Linked DNA regions of Triticum aestivum: region 2 is linked to region 1. Evidence: chromatin contacts called from public HiCAR-type data. All regions are on one chromosome and are shown on one strand. The core of a region is the stretch at or near the end of the contact, and the rest is flanking DNA. Distances in the headings are between cores, read along the strand shown. Region 1 has its middle 9.8 kb from the start of LOC123090373. Region 2 has its middle 32 kb from the start of LOC123093920.

The links. HiCAR-type assays count read pairs that join an accessible place to other places.
Region 2: a contact with region 1 is called in a HiCAR-type map of leaf, with 5 times the contacts expected there. The contact joins two enhancer-like sites. A contact is called at or near these places in 1 of 5 Hi-C or Micro-C datasets (leaf) and 1 of 1 datasets of contacts at active chromatin or transcription factors (leaf).

The regions. Positions count from the first base shown.
Region 1 is chr4B:655,214,625-655,220,076 of IWGSC CS RefSeq v2.1, forward strand. No RefSeq gene overlaps it. Among protein-coding and RNA genes, the nearest start is that of LOC123090373, 9.8 kb to the right of the region's middle. Within about 2 kb of position 2,982, at least 3 of the 8 cell types and tissues checked have an H3K27ac peak or open chromatin away from gene starts, as enhancers often do. A contact at or near this core is called in leaf, where this site is marked.
Region 2 is chr4B:655,554,987-655,560,438 of IWGSC CS RefSeq v2.1, forward strand. No RefSeq gene overlaps it. Among protein-coding and RNA genes, the nearest start is that of LOC123093920, 32 kb to the right of the region's middle. Within about 2 kb of position 2,650, at least 6 of the 8 cell types and tissues checked have an H3K27ac peak or open chromatin away from gene starts, as enhancers often do. A contact at or near this core is called in leaf, where this site is marked.

The DNA.
Region 1 (5,452 bases), core at 1,732-4,231:
ATGTAAGGATCGTGTGCCACCACTCTCGCCAACACCCGTAAGAATAATAGTTTGTGCATACGGATGCGTCGAAGAAACCATTCACGAGAGAAAGCTGGGAAGGGAGCAAAGTAGTCCATGTAGAGTAGCCGTGCTCTAGAGACCCTATCACGATTCAGAACTCTTCTCCATTTGATCGAGCCTTTAAAGTTAGGAATGTGTTCGACCTCCCGGTCCATTTCCTGTTGGATGTTCACGATCATCATCATCTTGGCTTCTTTGTCTGAACCTGACGAATTGAAGAACTCCTTTTGAGTCAATTCATCAAGCTTTGGTGGTCTGTACTCCTCGTCCTACGAACCATTCGAATCCATTGTTTTGCCTACAAATCAACCACAAAAATGGTCGAACAATATGTCGAACAAAATGGAGGGCAAAGTATGGTCCGAGAGTAGCCGAAGCGTACTGAGGCGGTGTCCGGGCGAGAATGGGGTGGAGGAGTGTTTCGGCGGTGCTGGCAATGCTACGGGCTCAGTACGGTGGCGGAGCAAGGGTGTCGGCGGAGCAAGGGCAGGACAACACGAATGGGAGAGAAGAGAGGTGAGTAACAAGCCGAATCAGCCAGATTGGGGGGGGGGGAGGATTTGGTGCAATTTATGGTAGGGTCGTATGTCTGGTCCGACATGGCGGACGTGCCCTCGCATGCCCAAGCGTCCCCATATCCACCCCAGATTTTGGCTGGATATGAAGGGTGTCTTTTAGTTAGGGCGTTTGGGGCTGGTTTGAGGACCCCGGGCAGGTCAGCTTTTTGACCAGTCAGTGACTGGGCCTTCCGTCCGGGCATGTTGCGGGGTTTGGGCGCCCGGCTGTAGATGTCCTAAGAGCATCTATAGCTGGACTCCCCAAATTGACCAGGCGGATCCAGAATCATGACTGGACAGGAGAGAGAGAGAAGCCAAAAATGGACCCCTCAAAGCCTTCTTTAACGTCCGGACTGTCCGACACTCATCATATTGCCCCCATATATGGCCTGATTATGAGGAGTGCTCGCGCGTGTCAGGTCAAGTGGTCCTGTGTCCGCCACATAAGATTTGGCCAACCACAGACCATCTTTTTTTCCTTTCTTTATTTTTTTCTTTCTCTCTCTCTCATCTTCACCAATCATGTGCATGTGGCCGGACGTATAGGAAAAAATGAGGGACATGGCTACGTGCACGGACAAAAAGGTACTCAAATGAACATGCTCCGATACTGATTTTACGCGTCCGCGGACGTTTGAAGGGCCAAATTTGCCCCATCCGGTTGTAGATGCCCTAAGAGCATCTACAACCGGACCTAGCAAAATCCGACCTCCCAACGTCAGCGCACGTGTCCGGGCGCATCTACAAAGAGTGTCAGATCGACACTCAAATATTTGATTCCACAGCTAGATCCCTCGTTCAACTCATCAAATCCATAAAATTACATGCAAGATAAAATCTAATCTAAATCTTCGCCGGTGACCGTACTTGTTGTTCCCTCTTTGTCCCTGTCCGATGACCGTGAGCACCAGAAGTGAAGTTCTGGTCCCTGGCGAGGTAGAGTAGGACATGGACACAATTTAGCCCACATGGTACAGGAGGCAGACACCTTCTCTCATGCCCTACACTTCCTCGTCGGAGCCCGTGACCTTGATGTCGCCGATCGTTGTGAGATCGATGATGGACGTGGTCGGGCATGCGGCTCGGCGAGGTGCGACTTCGCCTCCGCGACCTCGGCCGTGAGGGTTGTCGCGGCCTCCTGCGTCCTGATGCTTGCATGACGGGCACGCTTCGCGTCCGCTTCGTACTCGCCGTAAGCCATGGCGTCATTTACCTCCAGCTCGGAGCCCGACCTTGTGACGACTGTGCCTCACCGAAGGGGTTGCACCGCCACGCCGGGTTCGGGCGCCAGATGGACCACACCATCTCCAATGAGATAACGGTCACGCGCCTACCGCTACCAGCTTTGGCGGATCAAGCGTCATTTGTGCAAACACAATGGATTTCCGTCGGAACGAGTTCGTCCGTGTTCACGCACTCTCCTCCTAGGAGGCGCTCTCCTCCTAGGAGTGACGGGGTTCAGGCGCACTCCTCCTAGGAGTGCTTTCCACGATTAACAAACCTCGGGGTGCGTTTATGTGTCGGTCATAAAGACTCACAGTTTTTGCCGATTCTGGCTCGTTTTGTGGACTAATACTCACTGTTTTGTGATCCCAGAGTGATTTCCACGATTAACGAACCTCAGGGTGCGTTTATATGTCGGTCATAAAGACTGACAGTTTTTGCCGATTCTGACTCATTTCATGGACCAATACTCACTGTTTTAGAGTCCCGGAGTGATTTCCACGATTAACGAACCCCAGGATACAAGCACCCTCATAGAGAGTTATTCGGACGGCCATCTCCTCCTCAGGCTCACGAGGGACAAGCTCCCAGTCCATACTGCTTTTCTCCTCTATGCTGCTCTGCTGCTGTTTTCCGAGTAGGAGTACTTTTTACTAGTACTGTGTGCTGGCTGCAATTGGTGCCGGGCGTACGTACCACCCCTATGTACTGCACTTCCATTTACTACTACTGCTGCATTAAGTCAATACTTCTTCCATGCAGTATACACAGTATAATCTGAAAGAGAAATGGTAGTATGAAATTCGAGCTAGTGGTGACTTTTTTTATCTGCGGAAATTAGGTACTGACTACTGACTGTTGAACTGGTTTTATTTTGTTGTAAAATTCCTTGGTACCAGGATCAGAGAGAGATATAGTATGTTTGGCCTGGCCGACCCGGCGACAGTGTGTCTATGGACGTATGAATGGACTGATAATGAATAAAGTACTATCATCTCGTGGGTGGGTATGCGATGCTGATGATCTTTGTGTTGTTTGTTCGGTTGCGTGTCAACTGTCGAAGGGGTTGGGAGAGCCCGGATGGGATGGATCCCTGTCGGCCCCGTCACTATCTGCTAATCACACCGCACACCAGTTTAACCCAACCACTAACTCGATGCTATGCATGGTCGAATATTTATTAGTGCAACTGTGCATACACTTGTAGTACGTCCCGAAATCTGGTCTTATAATACCACCGCCCCGAAAAGCTTGTCTTAAATTCATTTAGATACGGATGAGACCGAGGGACTACATACGTACATACGTGCGTGGATTACAAAGGTTTTAACGGTGGCCGTTCGGTGATTCAGAAACCTCGACCTAATTTTCATAATATTATATATGATGTGTTTTCTACTTGTGAATTTTCATGATAGATATCGATCATTTTCGCATTAAAGAAAAGGGAATTAGTACTAAGGTTTTCTCTGGAGCTTGAGGTGTCGTTTTCACACGCTTTCGGTTGGCCACTTTGCAAGTCACGGCCACCACCGTGTTGCTTTGTGCTGTTACAACATACACGGGCCGTGTTGTGGAACAGGGAATATCCTCCTCATGGCCAGAAATAACCAAGAGAAAAATCAGCAGTCGGGAGAATATGGGAAAAGGAATGAGATGGAGTGGAAATATATAATGGTACGGGTGATGATAGGAAAGAGACAGGGGAAAGGCTGGCCTGTCGCGTGGGAATAACTACATGCTACTGGTACCAGTACTGCACCAAATTTATTTTATTTCCCAAAAGGCCCCTGCGTGGCGCTGTCACCTCAGCTACGGACTTGGCTCCAGTCTCGGTGGACAAAATTACTGTTCTGACCCTTAAGGCAAACTAAATCCCGATTTGACCTCGTTCCGAAAAAAATTTCGTTTCTGACCTTTTTCGGTGACGCCAAGGTCCCTGGCGTCTGGGTTACGAAGCAGACGCCGGGGTCCCTGGCGTCTGGCCCCTGGCCCGCACTGCCCGCCTGCCCGTTGACCTGCTGACGTGGCAAAGGGGCCAGACGCCAGGGACCATGGCGTCTGGCCCCGGTAAGTGGATAACCCCACCGGGAGAGTGTGTGGGTCCCACCCCACACACTTTCCCCAATCCAGCCCGAGCTTGAAGAAGAGCTGCTGCCTCCCCACTCTCTCTCACCCCTCAAGCTCCCCCCTCAAATCCTCTCCAAAAGGTACATCCCTTAGGTGGATCTTTCCATCACTTTGTTGCTCTTGTTAATCTCTCCCAAATCATCCAATTATTTTTTGTTAAGTCTTGTCCTTTTGGTTGCATTTTATACATGTTGGTGGAACCCTAGTTCATGTTTTCTCCCCCTTATGTTAGTGTGAATGGCTTGGTTAACTTTGATAATATAGTGCTATGCATGGTGTGTAGTAGGAATATATGTTTGTTGAGTAGAAAGATTGGGGGTTAGGGTTAGTTAGTGATTAGGGTTAACTTTGCTTAGTGTGTTAATTAGTGATTAGTGATACTTTTGTGGACATCACCAATAATTTAGTGTTGATATGATTTGGATATAATAAGATGTATTTGGATAAACACCAATTCTCATTGAGGTCTTAAATGCATTCATGTAATTTTTAGATGGAGAGACTTGTTAATGTTCATTACATTGACAAGGAGGCATTCTTGAGTAACAATGCCGACACGGGTGAGGAACCATTGGTTTTTGATAGAAGCCCTAGCTATGAGGATGTTGTTGCAAAAGTGAGACAAGTCTTGAAGTGGATGGACACCAATGTTGATGTTAAGTTAATAGGAAGGTATGATGTTGGAGTTGGAGCCAAATCTCGCTTGAAAAGTATGCCTATCACCTCGGATTTGCATTGGGATGTATACAAGGAAAAAGTATCCCAATCGGAAGACAAGTCACTTGAATTGTTTGCCACCACTGAATCTCCTCGGTTTACCTTTGATTTGAACCGGCATGTCTCTTCCCCAATGGATGACATGAGCGAGAGGACAATGGTGCCACTTGTTGAGCATAGGGTTGTGGTTGATGCCCCCAATGTTTATCCCCCCACCATGTCCCCGTGTACCAACTATCAAAGCAAATGAGGTTGAGTTGTATGCCCCCAATGCTTCTAGCCAACCACCAACTAGCCAAGCAAATGAGGTTGAGTTGTATGCCCCCAATGCTTCTAGCCAACCACCAACTAGCCAAGCAAATGAAGTTGAGGTGATTACTAGTGACGGAGTAATTCAAGAGGATGAAGATGCTTATGATGACGACGAAGAGCAAGAGGAAGGGTTTCATGGCAATGATGTTGGTGACTTGGATGTGTACATAGCGCAAAAGGACATGGATCGTGACTTGCCTTTTAGGCGTCAATATGCGTATGACTCGGATGACGAGGGTCCAGTTGAACAGTTGGACGAGGATGGATTCACAAAGGAGGAGAACCAAATCCACTTTGAGCTGACGGGCTTACAAAAAAGAACTCACTTATTTAAAGATCTCGGCCTTGCCCATAAAGCTGTTGTTGATGGTGGAATGAGAATGACGGCGATTGAGCCAACACCATGCCCGGATCCAGGAGAACCAAGGGTGGAGAATGAGGACGAGAAT
Region 2 (5,452 bases), core at 1,400-3,899, 340 kb after region 1:
AAAATTGGCATCGTCTGGAAGGCTACTGCATGCTCTACTCTGACTACTTCGCCGACGCTCCATTGCACGGCGAGAAAACATTTCGGTGCCGTTATCGGATGAGCCGAAAGCTTTTTCTCAGGATTGTGAATTTCATCCGGGAGTTCGACGGCTACTTCAAGTGCAAGAATGATTGCACCGACAGACTTGGATTCACCTCAATCCAGAAGTGCATGACAGCTATGAGGATGCTTGCATACGGAGCTCCTGGTGATTCACTCAACGACTATGGGCGAAGGTTCAGGAGGCTTGCAGGAAGGATGTCGAGCGGGTATTTGGTGTGCTCCAATCTCGATTTGTTGTTGTCCGGTTTCCTGCTCAGACCTGGTCGAAAGATTAGATGTGGAAGATCATGACTTGATGTGTCATCTTGCACAACATGATCATTGAGAGCGAGCAGGAAGAACCAGTGTCTGACACAGAACCATATTACAGGCAGGGTCCTCTTGCCCAAGTTGATCACCAGCTACCGGCAACCTGGACTGACTACCTCAATATGCGTCAGGAGATCCGAGACCCACAGGTGCATCAAGAACTGCAACACGATCTGGTGGAGCACCTATGGAGGCTTAAGGGCGACGCCGGGAATGACGTGTGATGAAATATGAGTTTTTATTTGTTGAACTATATAATTTATATTGAACTATTTGTTGAACTATTTGATTTATGTTGATGCCGAAACACGCCGAACCACGCGCGAACTATATGAAGAACTAATTGATTTCTATTTGTTGAATTATTTATGGGAAAATTCATGCTGAACCGCGCTGAATATGGGCCGATTCACACAGATATCGGGTCGTTTTCGAACGAAATTGGGCCAAATAATGGGACGAAATCGGCGTCTGGGGGCGACGGCTGGGTGCCCAACCGCCCTAGAGCCGAGTTTGCCGCCGGCTCGCCCCCAGGCAGCGATTTTTATTCTCGCAAGAGAATTATAATTCTTTCATTATGGAAAACATGTAGGGGTTGTTTGGATTGTGACTATGTTTGTCTTATGTTGCCACATTATTTTTGCCACACTTGTCTAACTTGAGTTGCTTAACTTGTTAGCCACACTTTGACTTGTCTAAGGGAATCTTGCCACACTTTTCGTTCTATGACATGTGGGGTCACTGCTCATTAACAAAAATTCTTGCCTTAGGTGTGGCTAGAACCAAACACCAACCTAACTTGGTTGTCTAAGGTGAGGTGTGGCAAAGTGTGGCAATATGTGGCTGGAAACTAAACAGCTCGTTATCTTTTTTTTTACCGAAGTGTAATCTTCTTTTCTTTGACCAGGTCAACGAAACAAAAGCAATAATGTGAGACGGGTCGGTCTACATAATCAGGCACGTACAGTACTGTCTTTCTTCCGTGCGCGTGATAGAAAAAAGAAATAGCTAAAGAAAATGAGTGGACTGAGCTTTCAATCATCGGAGAGAACGAAAGGCATGTGCGTGTGCCGATCACGTGTCCGAAGGAGAGAGAACGAGTGTCTTCCCAGCTTGCTGAGGCTAGTGGTACTATCAGCATATTATCTACTCCCTCCGTTCACTATTTTAAATGTTTTATTTTTTAAAGATGTATATAAACGTATTTTATTATGTTTTTTTTTTCATTTCTTATCTAGTCTATATCAAAATATGCAAAAAAAAAAAGTTTTGTACTCCTTCCGTCGCAAAATAAGTGTCTCAAGTTTATACTAGCTTTAATACAAAGTTGTACTAAACTTAGAGCATGGTTAATAATATAGCCAACTGCTGGCTATATGATGTTGCCATGTCATTTATATAGTCAACAACTACAATAGCTAGATATAAATATGTACTACTTTTTTGATACATGGCCCACCCCACTCTCTCACAAAGTATCTAAGAGCACGTGCTGCAGCCGGCTGTTAACTAGTAGCCCGCTTTTCTTCTCTCTCCTCTTCTCTCTCTTTCAATTAAGCAAGAATATAATATTTAATGTCTTACAGCCCGCCTACATCAAGTTGTGCCCGACTCCAGCGATGGAGGGGCGATGACGGCGGCGCGCCTTCGGCTCGCTTCAGTGTTGGTAGTCGTCGCTAGGTGGTTTATAGATCTGGATGTAATTTTTATTATTTCTAGTATTCGTTGTACTGCCATGATTGAAGATGAATAGATCGAAAATTTTCTCGCAAAAAAAATACATCACCTTATTGTACTTGCTCTTAAGACACTTACAGTACTTTGGACGGGGGGAGTAATAATGATCAGATGGAGTATTTGGTTTATGTAAACAAGCTAGGCATGCATATTCTTGCAATCAGTGACATTATTATGTAAACAAGCTAGGCATGCGGTACTTTGAATGAGATTCTTGGTTGGCCCCGTCAGTCGTTTGGGGTGCGAATCTCTATACAGTCCAGGTGATAGATTAAGTGAAGAGAGCTCTTAGTCAAATTAAGCTGGCACCATCCACCACTTACCACTAGCTAGGGAAACGGCAGCTCACATGCATGCATACACGCACCCAGTTTGGACTAGTATTACGGTCAATTCTGGGAGAACTGCCAAAAAAACTGACCCTTGGTCTGGGTGCAAGCTGACTCTAGGGCCCACTGCTAGCTGCAGCGAGACGCATTGATGAGGATGCCGATGATCTGGTCCGGGTACTCGTGCCGGGCCCGCGCGTTTGTCAGCTGTTGTCCGTACGAGACTTAGCACAGACCAGTCAGTCATGAGCTTTGAAATTTAAAAGATGGGATCTGAACGAGTAATGAACTATTCTGCAGAATAGTTTTTTTTGTTTCAAAAAAGAAAAAAACTATTCTGCAGAAATTAGGTAGTGGTGACTAATGAACTGGTTCTGTGTGAAATTAAGTAGAATTAAAACACTACCTTGATCGGCATTACAATCTTTGTTTGTTCGAGTGTCAACTGTGTGTCCGCGGATGGATGAATGAACAATAATAAAATATCCAATGTGGGTAAGTGATACGACGCCCTCTGTTTGTTTGCGTGTCGATTCTCGGAAAGAAAATCGGCAATTGTTTGCTTGCACATAATTGGTAACGACACCAACGGAATCGCCACTATCCGCTAAAAATATAGCACTCCCTCATATCATAATTAATTGACGCAAAAACAATGTCACATGATACCTCCGTCCTGGTTTAATTCTCATGGTCAAAGTTTGATCACTTATTTAACTAGCAAAATAATAATGCATGCCACGAAAAATTATATCGTTGGATTCATATTTGAATGTAATTTCCATTGATATTACTTTTGCTACATATAATTTATATTTTATTAGTTAAAATCATAGTTAAAATATGACTCAAAGTATGAGGGAACTAGTAAATCAAGACGGAGGTAGTAGTAATTCGGATCGGAGAGAGTAGTAAACTTGAACTACGTGTGAAATACCAAGGTTTTATTTAAAACCCATGGCAAGGAAGTATTGTTTCCATGCACTTTAGGCTGCCACTTCGTAAAAGCAACTCCAACGCACGGACCCAAAAGGACTTGGATTTTGTCTGATTTGTATCCGTTTGGGTCTCCTGTCTGCCAAGTGGACATGGGGCGGACACGGCGGGCACCCAACGCTAGAACGCAAAAACGGACAGAACGCCCCACCTCCTTCGTGACAGCCGGCACCTCCTCCTGCCGCCCCTCCTCTCCCAGCGAGGCAGCCCTGACGGGGACCGGCCGGATCCGGGGCGGGTTGTCAATGGCGGAGCTCGTAGCCGATGGTGGCGAGCTGCACAAGCGGGGCAGCGACGGTTAGAGGAGATAAGAGAAAGACATGGGAATGAGAGGAGCAGAGGGCGCGAGGGCACGGGCCTGGGGCTCGCCGGTGGGCGGCGGCGGCACTTCTCGCCGGCGTGAGGAGGAGGTCGGGGTTGGGCCGACGCGTCTCCTCCAGTTCCTCGGCGAGTGCCAAGAGGAGTAGCAGGAAGTGGCGGTGGGCAGTGAGCGCGGCGGCGGAGATCTCCCAGTGGCCTGGCCAGTGCCTCGCTCCTCCTCGCGGTGGTTGTGGAGGCTGATGCTAGCTCGTGCGCAGTCACTGCTAGGTTGGACCAGAGGCGGACCTGAGCGGACGACAGCGGGCGAGCACAGCGTCCGCTTTAGTCCGCTTCGGACCCATTTGTTCCTAGATTTGGGCCAAGTTTATGTCGGGGACGGACAGCACGCGGACACGGACGGACGTTTGGGTTGCCCCGTTGAGCCAAATTTTATGCCCCGATAACCCAAACAGATAAAATGGATCGCCCTATTGAAGTTGCTCTGAATCACCACAACCACAGTGTTGCGTACTAGTTACTGCAAAAAAGAACCGTGCTGTGGAACGACGAATGTCATCCCGATGATTCATATCACCAATAAGCAAAGACAGTAATCAACAAAACAAAGCGGGGAGGGGATACAATGGGTGCTGATAGGGAAAGGGACAGGGAAAATCTGTCTGTCATGGGAGAATAACTACAAACTACATTGTGCTACTCGTTGTACGTCAACGTTGATGTCATGCCCAAAAAGCCCCTACCATTGTCAAGTTAGCTACTAGCTCCAGACGCCCCTTCATACATGGATGGCCCGTCCCCATCTCATGTGATGTGACATGATGGGTCCTGCTTTCCATTGCACATTACTTCTACTGCTAGGTTCTGATGCCCATGTGGTTGAGATGGAAATTTGGCCTAGAAAGAAACATCATTTTCCGTCAAAATTACTTAACCATATCAAATTAATAAACACATATTTGCAAGAATGTTTCTGCGCTGTCAATTATACTTAGCAATATACTTTCGCAAGGTTAGCTCTCCATTAGGCCAACTCCACCGCGCGACCCCAAACGATGTTCGTTTTGCCCGGATTCTGTCCGTTTGGGTAGGGCGATAGGGTCGTGTTCGGGTCTGTCCTGAGATGCGGTGGCCGTGCGCCCAGCGCGCGGCCGCATCCTTTGGCCCCATCCTATCCGCCTCCATTTTCAAACAACAACGTTTCAAATACCAGCGGCCTAGTTCACGCCCGGCAACAAAGCCAGCGGCCTACACGTCCTTGCCGGCAACATAGTCGGCCTACAAAATGAATAGTTTTGTTCACCTGCAACACAGCCAGTCTTCAAAATAAATCAGTTTTCTTGCCGGCACACGGCCAGCGGCTCAGCGGGAGGCACTCATGCCAGCCTCCAAAAAAAATGGCCACAGTCGATCGGACGACCTAGTTCAGGCCATTGGCATCGAACATCTCCTTCTGCATGGCCTCGAACCAGCTCCTCGTCTTCTCGCTCATCTTGTTCAAGTCCACGCTCATGATCGCAAGGGCCACCTCCTTTGCTTTGGTTGCGGCATTGGTGGCCTCGATGTCAAGCTGCCTCTGTCTGGCCGTGACATTGGCGGCCTCGATGTCGAGTTGCCTCTGCCGGGCCGCCTCCTCCATGTCAATCTTCCTCTTTTTGG